2 separate regions of the Mus musculus genome follow, and region 2 is linked to region 1. Evidence: chromatin contacts called from public promoter capture Hi-C data. All regions are on one chromosome and are shown on one strand. Each heading gives the region's core, a stretch centred on a gene start, on an enhancer-like site or on the middle of the called end of the contact. The rest is flanking DNA. Distances are from core to core; before and after follow the strand shown. Region 1 holds the start of Slc22a16 (solute carrier family 22 (organic cation transporter), member 16). Region 2 overlaps Ak9 (adenylate kinase 9).

Region 1 (5,374 bases), core at 389-2,888:
GGTTTGCAACTCCATTGGAAAAACAGTACAGACTGGCCTGACCACACAGTTCTCCCAGAGACTACACCACCAACCAAGGAGTATACCTGGAGATATACTTGGCTCCAGATGCAAATGTAGCAGAGGATGGCCTTGCCTGACAGCAACGGAAGGGGAGGCCCTTGGTTTTGGGGAGGTTTGATGCCCCAGCATAGGGGAATGCTGGAGTGGTGGAGCAGGAGAGTGTGGGTGAGTGGAGGAGCACTCTCATACAGGCAAGGGGGAGGAGGAGGGCAGATGTGGGATGGGGGATTGGTGGTGTGGTAACCAGGAAGTGGGATATCATTTGACATGTAAATGAATGGAATGATTAAAAAAAAAGGGTGGAGATAGTGATGGAGAAGTATACAGAAGAGTCAGAGGGGGAGAGAGGGAGGATGGGGGGAGGGGAGTGGGAGAGGGAGAGAGGAAGGGAGAGAGGAAGGAGAGGGAGAGATGAGAGGAGAGGGGAGGAGAGGGGAGGAGAGGGGGAGATATTCTAAGAGGCAGAGGTCAGGGAAGACGGTATCAAAAGCAGCATCTTCTGGGTGTGGCAAGACCATCATACTCTGCAACTCAACCGCGGCTGTGATTCCTGTACAAGACCTGCTTAAGATCAAGCTAGAAAACACTTCAGCATGCGGTGGGCGGAGCTCTTCAGTTTAGAGCCCTGACTGAGGAGTGAGGGAGAGTTGTTGACCTCTGGGAAGGCTGATTACTACCTATGGGCAGTGCAAATTTGACTAGTGGTTTTTTGTTTGTTTGTTTCTTTCTTTGTGTGTGTGTGTGTGGGGGGGCACTAATTGGACAAATTAGAGGTGGATGGGGAGGTGGACCTGGAGGAATTAGGGGGAGGAGAAGGGGATGAATATAATCAAAATACATTTTATGCATATATAAAATTCTCAATTAATAAAAAAGGTATATTTTTAAAAGAAGTGCTGTTTGAAGAAGAAGAAAAGCATGGGGGTGGGCAGAGAAATATACTGTGACAAAGTTCCTTTTCTTTTGAAATCGTGTATGTGTTATGCCTGAATTCGTGCTCCTAAGTGCGGTGCCTGTGGAGGCCAGAGTTGGAGGATGAGAGGTGGGCGCAGCAGGCAGAGGCAGGAAGCTCTTGGGTTGGACCAGGCTACCTCGGCTACATAGCTAGACACTATCACAAAACAAAACAAAACAAAACAAAACAAAACAAAACAAAACAAAACAAAACAACATAGATACATAAATAGACCTACAACCCCCCCCCCCCCCCCCGCCCATCCCCACTCCATGAAACAATAACAAAATCATTCCTGATTTCACTTCAGGTCCGCTGAATCTCTGGGAGTGGAATAATAAATGTGTACTTAAAACCCACCACACAGTGGATTCCTAAGCATGAAAGTTTAGGGAGCAAAGGCGTGTCCTGCTGAAGATGGGGTGCTTTTGAAGTCCCCAGACCAAGCCAGGGGCTCTGCATTTCCTAAACTTCCTAGAAGTGTTGACGCCTCCCTGAGTTGTGGGGTCATGGGAGCAGGATGGAGAGGGTGGGAAAGCATCCAGCAGGAGTTGACGCACGTGCAATGGAGCAGCAGGATGTGCCTCACGTGGCATCCCTGAGACGCTTGGACTGCTGGGAAGGAAGGAGGGCGGCCTCCCCAGCAGGGGCACCCAAGGCCACGGGCAGGTGAGGCGGGTCGGGTGCGGTGCTCCAAGTCCAGGGCGCTCAGCACTGCCACCCGGACATGGAGTCCTGCAACGTGGAGCTGATTTTTGACCACATAGGACACTTCGGCAGGTAGGGAGACAGAACAGGACATGGAGCCAGAGTCGGGTGGCACGTGATCGGGGCGCTGAGGTGTCTGTTTCTGTCGGTTGGGATAGGTTCCACAGCTTCTCAACCCCCTATTTGCCCAATGCATGCACAAGTCTGGCCAACAACCCATGACCTGGCTTGTCCTTTTGTCCATTGGCCACAGGAGGCGCCGGACTCTGCTTGGACTTGGCAGGTGCAGGCAGTATTCGCACCCCTTCGGGTCAGTTGGGACTTGGTGTGCTCTCTGGACCACCAACTGGGGGAAAAAAACACTATTGGAAGGCACGGTCCCAGGTGTAGAAAACCCCCCAGCCCAACCGTGTTCTTTTCCACTGTCCAGGATGAATACCTATATGTACCCTAGAGTGCTTTCCCTTTGGGCCTGGCAGGTTTTCCTGGCTGATGGTTAGCCTTTGCTTTCATATAGATACCCAACGTATGCATGCATCCCTTAATTTCATGGTCACTGCAAAAGGCAAGTTGGAGTCCATGTCTGAATGACTGGGAAATGGAGGCAGTGTGCTCATAGAAGACCCATAGCAGACTAACGTGGGGGTGAAGGATCAGCTCTCACATAGGAACTATAATGGGCCTGAATGTTTCATTTACCACCACACCATCTGAAAAACTGGGTGAACAATGTACCTTAGATGCTTACAAATAACTGTAGAAATACATGTTGCAGTTAGAAGTGGTCCGCATATGTAGCCCTAGTTCTGGGAAGGTGACAGAAAGCTCCTGGCCAGCCTAAGCTACATAGGAAGATACCACTTAAAAGTGGGGGGCGGGGTTGGGAGCTGGAGAGATGGCTCAGGGGTTAAGAGCACTGGTTGCTCTTCCAGAAGACCTAGGCTCAATTCCAAGCACCCACACGGCAGCTCACCACGGCAGCTCACAACCGTCTGTAACTCAGATCCCAGGGAATCCAACATGCATGGGTACAGACTCACATGGATACCCGTTCACATAAAAAATAAAGGCTAAAAAATCTTTAAAAAGGTTAAAAATAAAAAGAAAAGAAACAATAAAAAGAAAAGGTTACCCGAGGTTTCTACAGACACTCACCTACATGGCAGATGGTAATAATGTCTCATTTTCTCCTTGTGTTCAGGGAGCTAATTAAAGCAATCATAGAAGTTAGTGTTTAGTTACAGTTTGAGGTTAAAAACCACTCAGTAGCCAGGCATGGTGGCTGGTACTTATAATCCCAGCCCTTGGGAGATGGAGGCAGGGACTGCTGAGTGCTTGAGGCCAGTCTGGCCTCCACAGTGAGTCCTAGGCCAGTCTGGATTCCAGTGGGAGACAGCTGGGCATGGAATCTGTACCACTGGGTTACTCAGGCACCATGCTGCTGTCCCCAGGCTTGCTCCATGATGGTGAGCGGGTTGCAGGGGGTGGACCTGGGGAGCAGCTTGCAGGAGGGAAGGGCCAAATGCTCACAGCAGAAAGTGAGGTCAGCCTGATAGATACCACCTCCTGTTTTCTCCCTCTGCTCTAGTCGGTCCTTCTGTTGATTTTGAGTTAACTTTATTTTGTGTGTGAATACGCATGGGCATGTGGAAGCCAAAGGTCAGCTGTTGGGTGTCCTCCTGGGTTGCTCTCCATTTTATTATTTTAAAATTTTAATTAAACTTATTTATATGTATATGTGCATGTGTGCTTTGTGTGTGTGTGTGCTTTGTGTGTGTGTGTGTGTGTGTGTATGTACAACAAGGCCAGAGTGGCTGTCATATTCCTTTGGAGCTTGAGTTAATGGCATTTGCTAGCTCTATGTGGGTAGTGAGACAGAGAACTCTGGTCTTTTTGTATGTCAGTAAGAGCTCTTAACCATCTCGCCATCTCTCCAGCTCCTCCTTCATACTTTTCAGGTTAGGGTCTCTCACAGAATCTGGAGCTCACTCAGAGGCTAGGCATGGCCAGTACAGCCTCAGGGATCCTCGGTTCACCCTGCCAACACTGATAATACAGGTACCTGCTGGCTCACCTGGCTTACCAAATGGGAGCTGGGGATCTGAGTTCAGGTCCTTGTGTTTGTGCGGCAGGCGTGGCAGGAATGGCTTTATTTGGCTTCCATATCTTGCTTGGGTCATAGTCCACTGAGGGAAGCCAAAAACTCAAGGCCGGAACCCAGAGACAGGAACTGAATTGGAGCAGAGCCCATGGAGGGGTTCCACTCCTGGCTTGCTCTTACATGGCTTGCTCAACCTGCTTTCTTATATAGCCCCAAGACCACCTGCCCAGGGGTAGCACTGAATGGGGCTCTCCCATATCAGTCAAGTTAAGAAAACTCACCATAGACATGCCTACAACAGGCCAAAATGATGGCATTTTCTCAGTTGAGACTTCATTTTTCCAAATGACTCACACTTGACTGTATACTGCAGCTTTTTGAGTAAAAACTTAATACCACTGGATTCCGCATCTCCCAGGCTGTTAGTGTGTGCTTGGTTAACTTTAACCAATTGCCCACTGACAAACAGCCAGGCTCTCACTGTTTTGCAGTTAGAGGCCCAGAGGCCACTGTGTTACAAGACATCAGAATATTTTCCTGTCAAGGATCTAGCAGAATGAGCAAACTTGCTGTTGACTTCAGGTCACACCGAGAGGTTTTATTACCTTCAAGGGGAAATGGTGACACTTGGTGCTCAATTGCTTGTTGAAAAGTAGAGATATTCTCATGTTCGGTTTGAAAAAAATAGTAAATATGAAGTTTTCTTAGGTTAAATTGGCTTTCTGACGACTTCCTTGTTGGGCAAAGGTTGTTTGCTCAATAAACTTGAACTAGCTTGCAACCTTGTATGCTGGAATGACTTAATGGGCATGGAACTAAAACTTAGTGAATGTACTTGAAAACACACACACACACACACACACACACACACACACACACACACACGAGAGAGAGAGAGAGAGAGAGAGAGAGAGAGAGAGAGAAGCACCTGCAATTATTTCTGTATTTACCTATCTATAAGCATATAAGTGTACTAAGGTCAATCTGATGGAAACCCATCGTATTTACCTGTGTCCTTTCCCCACTGATAGGCCAGCAATAGTCACTAGCTCCCCCCTCTTTTCTTTTATAGGTTCCAGATAGTCCTGTATCTGATATGTGCCTACCAGAGCCTCTCTTGTGGTATCCACTATCTGTCTTCTGTGTTCCTGTCAATTATCCCTGAGCATGCGTGCAAGCCCCCAGGCATGGTGCGGAAGGCTGTTTTCCACAACGTATCTGCTTGGAGGTTGGAGGACATATTGGCTCTGCGGTCACCAGAGCACAAAGATCACATCATGGTGGAGCTGCAGGATGGGGAGATCTGGGAACTCACGAGATGTAGCAGGACTTGGAGGGAGAACACGTCACATTTGGGCTATGAGTACAGTGGTTATAAGCATGACAGTCCTTGCTTCGATGGCTACGTCTATGATCAGAGCAAATGGAGGAATTCTGCGGTGAGAAATTTCAACCTGGTCTGTGATCAGAAATGGTATGCAAGAATGATCCAGCCCTTGATTATATTTGGCGTGATGCTGGGATCAATTACTTTTAGCTACCTTTCT
Region 2 (5,233 bases), core at 447-2,946, 830 kb after region 1:
TTCTCTGGAATATTAATGATGTTTTAAGCAAATTATAAAATTTTCTACCTAGCTCCACAGGCTTCATACTGGACGGCTTCCCGCGGCACCCTGAGGAGGCCCAGTTTCTGGGCGAGCGTGGATTTTTCCCAGATGCCGCCGTTATAATACAAGTCGATGATCAAGATATCTTTGATCGTCTCCTTCCTGCCCAAGTTCAGAAGTGGAAGACAAAACAGCACAAGAAATTAGAGAGGAAAAAACTCATCAAAGACCTGAAGACAAAAATCAAGGTACACGGGAAGATGTCTGTTTATCACCTAATTGGGTTTCTAAGTAATGTTCACAAAAACAAGGTTTCGATTTTTTTTTGTTGTTGTTGTTGGTTTTTGTTTTTTGAGACAGGGTTTCTCTGTATAGCCCTGGCTGTCCTTGAACTCATTTTGTAGACCAGGCTGCCTCAAACTCAGAAATCCGCCTGCCTCTGCCTCCTGAGTGGTGGGATTAAAGGCATGCACCACCACGCCCTGCTGAAAGTTTCAAATTTTAATGCTGCAGTAAGCATGAAGACATTTTTCATCAAAGTTTTCATCCTTTAATATGAATTTAAAACTATTTGAAGCTTTTTTGGTTTTGGTTTTGGTTTTGGTTTTGGTTTTGGTTTTGGTTTTGGTTTTGGTTTTGGTTTTGGTTTTTGTACAGCGTCTCTCTATGTAGACCTGTCTGTCTTGAAACTCTGTAGACCAGGCTGCCCTTGAACTCAGACATCCCTTGTCTCTGCCTCCCAAATGCAGGACTTCTTTGAAGCTTTTTTCCACCATGTTAATGCTTGCCTTTCTTGTTTTTATTATTAGGTATTTACTTCATTTACATTTCAAATGCTATCCCCAAAGTCCCCTATACCCTCCCCTGCCCTGCTCCCCAACCCACCCACTCCCCGCTTCCTGACCCTGGCATTCCCCTGTACTAGGGCAATACCAAGGGCCTCTCCTCCCATTGATGGCCTACTAGGCTATCCTCTGCTACATATGCTACTAGAGACACAGATCTGGGGGATACTGGTTAGTTCATATCATTGTTCCTCCTATAGGGTTGCAGTCCCCTTTAGCTCCTTGGGTACTTTCTCTAGCTCCTTCATAGAGGCCCTGTGCTCCATCCAATAGATAACTGTGAGCATCCACTTCTGTATTTGCCAGGCATTGGCATAGACTCACAAGATATGTCAGGGTCCTGTCAGCAAAATCTTTCTGGCATATGCAATAGTGTCTGGGTTTGGTGGTTGTATATGGGATGGATCCCGGGTGGGACAGTCTCTGGATGGTCTTTCCTTCTGTCTTAGCTCCAAACTTTGTCTCTGTAACAACTTCCATGGGTATTTTGTTCCCCATTCTAAGAAGGAACGAAGTATCCACACTTTGGTCTTCCTTCTTCTTGAGTTTCATGTGTTTTGCAAATTGTATTTTGGATATTCTAAGTTTCTTGGTTAATATCCACTTAACAGTGAGGGCATACCATGTGTATTCTTTTGTGATTGAGTTAACTCCAGGTCCATCCATTTGTCTAAGAATTTCATGAATTCATTATTTTTAATTGCTGAGTAGTACTCCATTGTCTTTCTAAATTAGTGGGTTTCAGGCCTCCCAGGAGGCCTCTGTCAGGCACAGCAGCAGTTGATGGGCTCTGTGATGGGCTTGGTGGGGCATTGAGAGAGCAGAGTAAAGCTCCCACCCACAACTAACTATCCGGATCTGTGACCTGCCGGTGACCTGCCGGTGCTCTCTCCTGGACTGGCCCCTAAACTGTCCCATTCATTCATCATTCCAATTCCTCACAGACCAGCCCTCTAAATGTCTGAGTCAAGTCTCACTGTCAGGGTTAGAACTCCCAGTGTTGTCCAAATCCATTTCCTAGCAGTGTTTTTAGCTCCAGTAGGTGTAATAAGCCCTTCACTAGGGCAGCCAGACGAGGTGCTTCTGGCTTTCCTTATCAGGGAGCCCCACCCTGGGTGCTGTTGTACAGTTCTCTAGGGATCCCCACTATCACACCCTTAGAATAGGGGCATTGCCTGCTTTGATGATGTGTTTTGAGAAGAAAGTGAAAGGATATATATTGTAATGCCCAAGACAGTGCCAGCCTCTGTCGGGCACACTGTAATTAGTTAAACTTTGGGGAATCCTGAGCTAAGCAACACCAAAACCCTGAGGATGTTTGAACAGATACACTATGTCAGACCCGGAGAAGAGCAGGACCTAATCCTTCACCCTCCCTGAGCCTGAGCGTATCCCCTCCACGGTATACGTATATGCTTTCCACGGCCCTCCAAGGTATGCGTATATGCTTCCCACAGCCCTCCAAGGTATGCGTATACACTTTCCACGGAGACACAGCTGTGCTTCCAAAGACCTGTCTACACCATAAGGAAAATAGATTTCCAAACATTTTCAACACTTGGGAGGGCGATAGCCTAGAAGGGCAAGGATGTGCTAAGTCAGTCACCATCACGTATTTTCCTGGTGAGGTCCCTACCTTCCACCACACCTTAGCCCCAGCTTGAAAAGGTACATTAACACATACACAGCAAGTGATTTTTATCATATTTGTCCATTGTAAACCTGTAAATGTTTCCTCAACAGGAGGACATGGTCGCTAAAAGGAGAGCTGAACTTATTTTGGAGAGAGAGAAAAAAAGGAGAGAAGACGTAAGTAGAATATTATATATATATATATATATATATATATATATATATATATATATGTGTGTATGTATATGTATATGTGTGTGTGTGTGTGTGTGTGTATAAAACACCATAGTCTCAACAGTGGAAGAAGGAGAAGGCCGTGTTTAAAAGTGTACAGGAACTCACACTGGGTTTAAAGGGGATTAGTAAAATTTATTTCTTTTATTTTTGGTATGATATAAAATTGTTGCCAGTATAGGATGGCCCATTATCTGTCTTAAAGACTTTAGGTAATTCCATAGAATTAGAGGCTTGTAAACAATGATCAATTACATTTCTAGAGGCTTCTCTCGTATGCAGAGAAGCAAAAAGGAATCCTGAACAAGTGTCAATACAAACATGTATATATGTCAATTTTCCAAATTCTACATAATGAGTTACATCCATTTGCCAAATATGTTTGGGCATAAGGCCTCATGGATTAACTCCTAAATGCTGAACTGGAGATAATGTGAGGCAGTTAGGGCATTGTTTTATAATCATTCTTGCCTGCCCTTTAGTAATCTTATGTCTGAGCCTTAAAGTGTGGCTAGAAAGATGAAATTTATCATGACCACATCTAGCCAATGCAACAGGATCTGAAACTAAGGCCTCTCCTATTAGAGCTCTGTCAATGTATTCCAGTTTTATGTTCAATACCAAATTCCTTTTTTTTTATTCAAAGATGTAGTATTCTGCTTTGTAGAAAATAGAATGCTGTAAATTTTCTACTAAGACGTGTTCTTCATAAAATTGACTATGTATCCCACTAAAATAATTTATACACTAAACTCCTAGGATTGATGTATTACTGTGTGTGCGAGAGAGGGAGGGACCTGCATGCATGTTTGTTGAGGTCAGAGGATTATTTAGGACTTGAGAGGGTTGGTTCTCTTATCCCACCGTGTGGATCCTCGGCTAAAGCTCAGGCAGCCCAGCTTAACTACAGATGTCTCTTCCCATTTAGTGCTTGAGACTTAATGAACTGAAAGTTCACTCTGGGTATTGAATTTTTTTCCTAGTGACTTTATGGAAAAGTGGGTGGAGGGAACACCATTGGCCTCACCTCCCACAGTGCCTGTGGACAGGTGTAGGTCATTTGTCACTATTGCAGGAATGGATTTTAAGTTTTAATCTTCTGTTTGATTTAAACATTGCTTTGGTATGATGACGACACCCGTGGTCAGAAAGGACTCTGGAGAGATGCCTTTCCTCTCCTGTGCTCTTAGAGGCTCCAGAGCAGCTGATCTTGCTTCATCACACACATTCCATAGGCTGTTCTGTGTGACTGAGGGCAGAGCACTCTGCATGCTTGATAGCCTTCAGATCCTGGGCCAGCCTTTCAATGGGCTCCAGAGAGAGAGGCTTTTGTTGGTCCTTGGCAAGCTTGTCAACAGGAGAGGGGACACCTCTGAGATTAGTTGGGACCCAACACACCAGAAAGTAGTCTTCAGGCAATGGTAAGCGCCCACTGACCCTTCACATTTTCAAATAAGGATGGAGAGGCTACTGGAAAAGGTCTGTGTGTAGATAACCATTGCCCACAATGCACTTAATTGTCTGCATTGCGGAAATAGTTTTGTATTCACTTCAAACTCTTCACATTAGGTGATGACCCCAGCTTCCCCCACTGTGCACTGTGGGGGCAAGGGCAGGGAGGGTGGATTGGCAGCATACCTGACTTACTCTCTTAAAACCAACTCAGGAACACTTGCAGACAAAGCCGTTTTTAGCAGCAAAGAAAACCTTAGTAACCCACAGGTTGGCTTCAGCAGCCCAGTAACTGTTTCCATGGATCCTACGGGAAACATTGCCATCTTGTGGAAACTCTGCCCCAGAATGTGATTAAAGAGATTTCTCTAAACCAGGTTCCAGATCGCTCTAGAATCTCTGCTCTCTTGCCCACTGGCTCTGCCTCTGGGCCTTCTCTGGCATGTGGGTCTCTTCTATTAAGTTGGGAGCCACAGGAAGGGAAGACCCTGGAAAAGCCAGGAGAGTAGATCAACAAAATCACTAGGTGCCCTGGGTGAACCAGAAGTCAAAAGAGAGTGAAACAGGGTACAGGCACCTGCTCCCAACTGCACCTGCTCTCAGCTGCACCTGCTCTCAGACTCACCTGCTCTCTAGCTGCACCTGCTCTCTCTCAGCTGCACCTGCTCTTTAGCTGCACCTGCTCTTGAGCTGCACCTGCTCTCATTTGTACCTGCTCTCAGTTGCATCTTTTTTCCAAAAATTGATTACAATGCACTTACCTATGATTTGCCTGTTATTAACTCAATTTGAGACTTACTAAACATTTTAAAATCTGTAGCTATCTTTCTCCACAGAGTTGTTTAGGTCTACCCACATATCTCATATGTCCCTGAATTCTGATAAAATTTTAATCACCATTCCCCTTTGAATTGAGTAATTCTGTTAATGTATCCTCAAAAACCACCAAACACTCCTCCTGCTATCTCCATCTCACTAGTAAGTTAACTCAAAAAATATTTTTCATTTCAAATATTATCATTTTTTTTAAGATTTATTTATTATTA

Evidence for each region. Promoter capture Hi-C pulls out the DNA fragments that hold promoters and counts their contacts.
Region 2: a contact with region 1 is called in a promoter capture Hi-C map of embryonic stem cells, with 4 times the contacts expected there. The contact joins the enhancer-like site here to the promoter of Slc22a16 in region 1. A contact is called at or near these places in 7 of 39 promoter capture datasets (the 3T3-L1 cell line, cranial neural crest, embryonic stem cells and 3 more) and 1 of 484 Hi-C or Micro-C datasets (cerebral cortex).

The regions. Positions count from the first base shown.
Region 1 is chr10:40,568,724-40,574,097 of GRCm38.p6, forward strand. It overlaps Slc22a16 (solute carrier family 22 (organic cation transporter), member 16), which reads left to right and starts at 1,639. Exons shown (of 8, transcript NM_027572.1): 1 at 1,639-1,798; 2 at 4,900-5,374. The coding sequence starts at 1,746.
Region 2 is chr10:41,399,620-41,404,852 of GRCm38.p6, forward strand. It overlaps Ak9 (adenylate kinase 9), which reads left to right. Exons shown (of 40, transcript NM_001370813.1): 27 at 53-272; 28 at 2,613-2,678. Among named protein-coding and RNA genes, the nearest start is that of Gm25626, 14 kb to the left of the region's middle. Within about 2 kb of position 1,697, at least 5 of the 459 cell types and tissues checked have an H3K27ac peak or open chromatin away from gene starts, as enhancers often do. A contact at or near this core is called in embryonic stem cells, where this site is marked.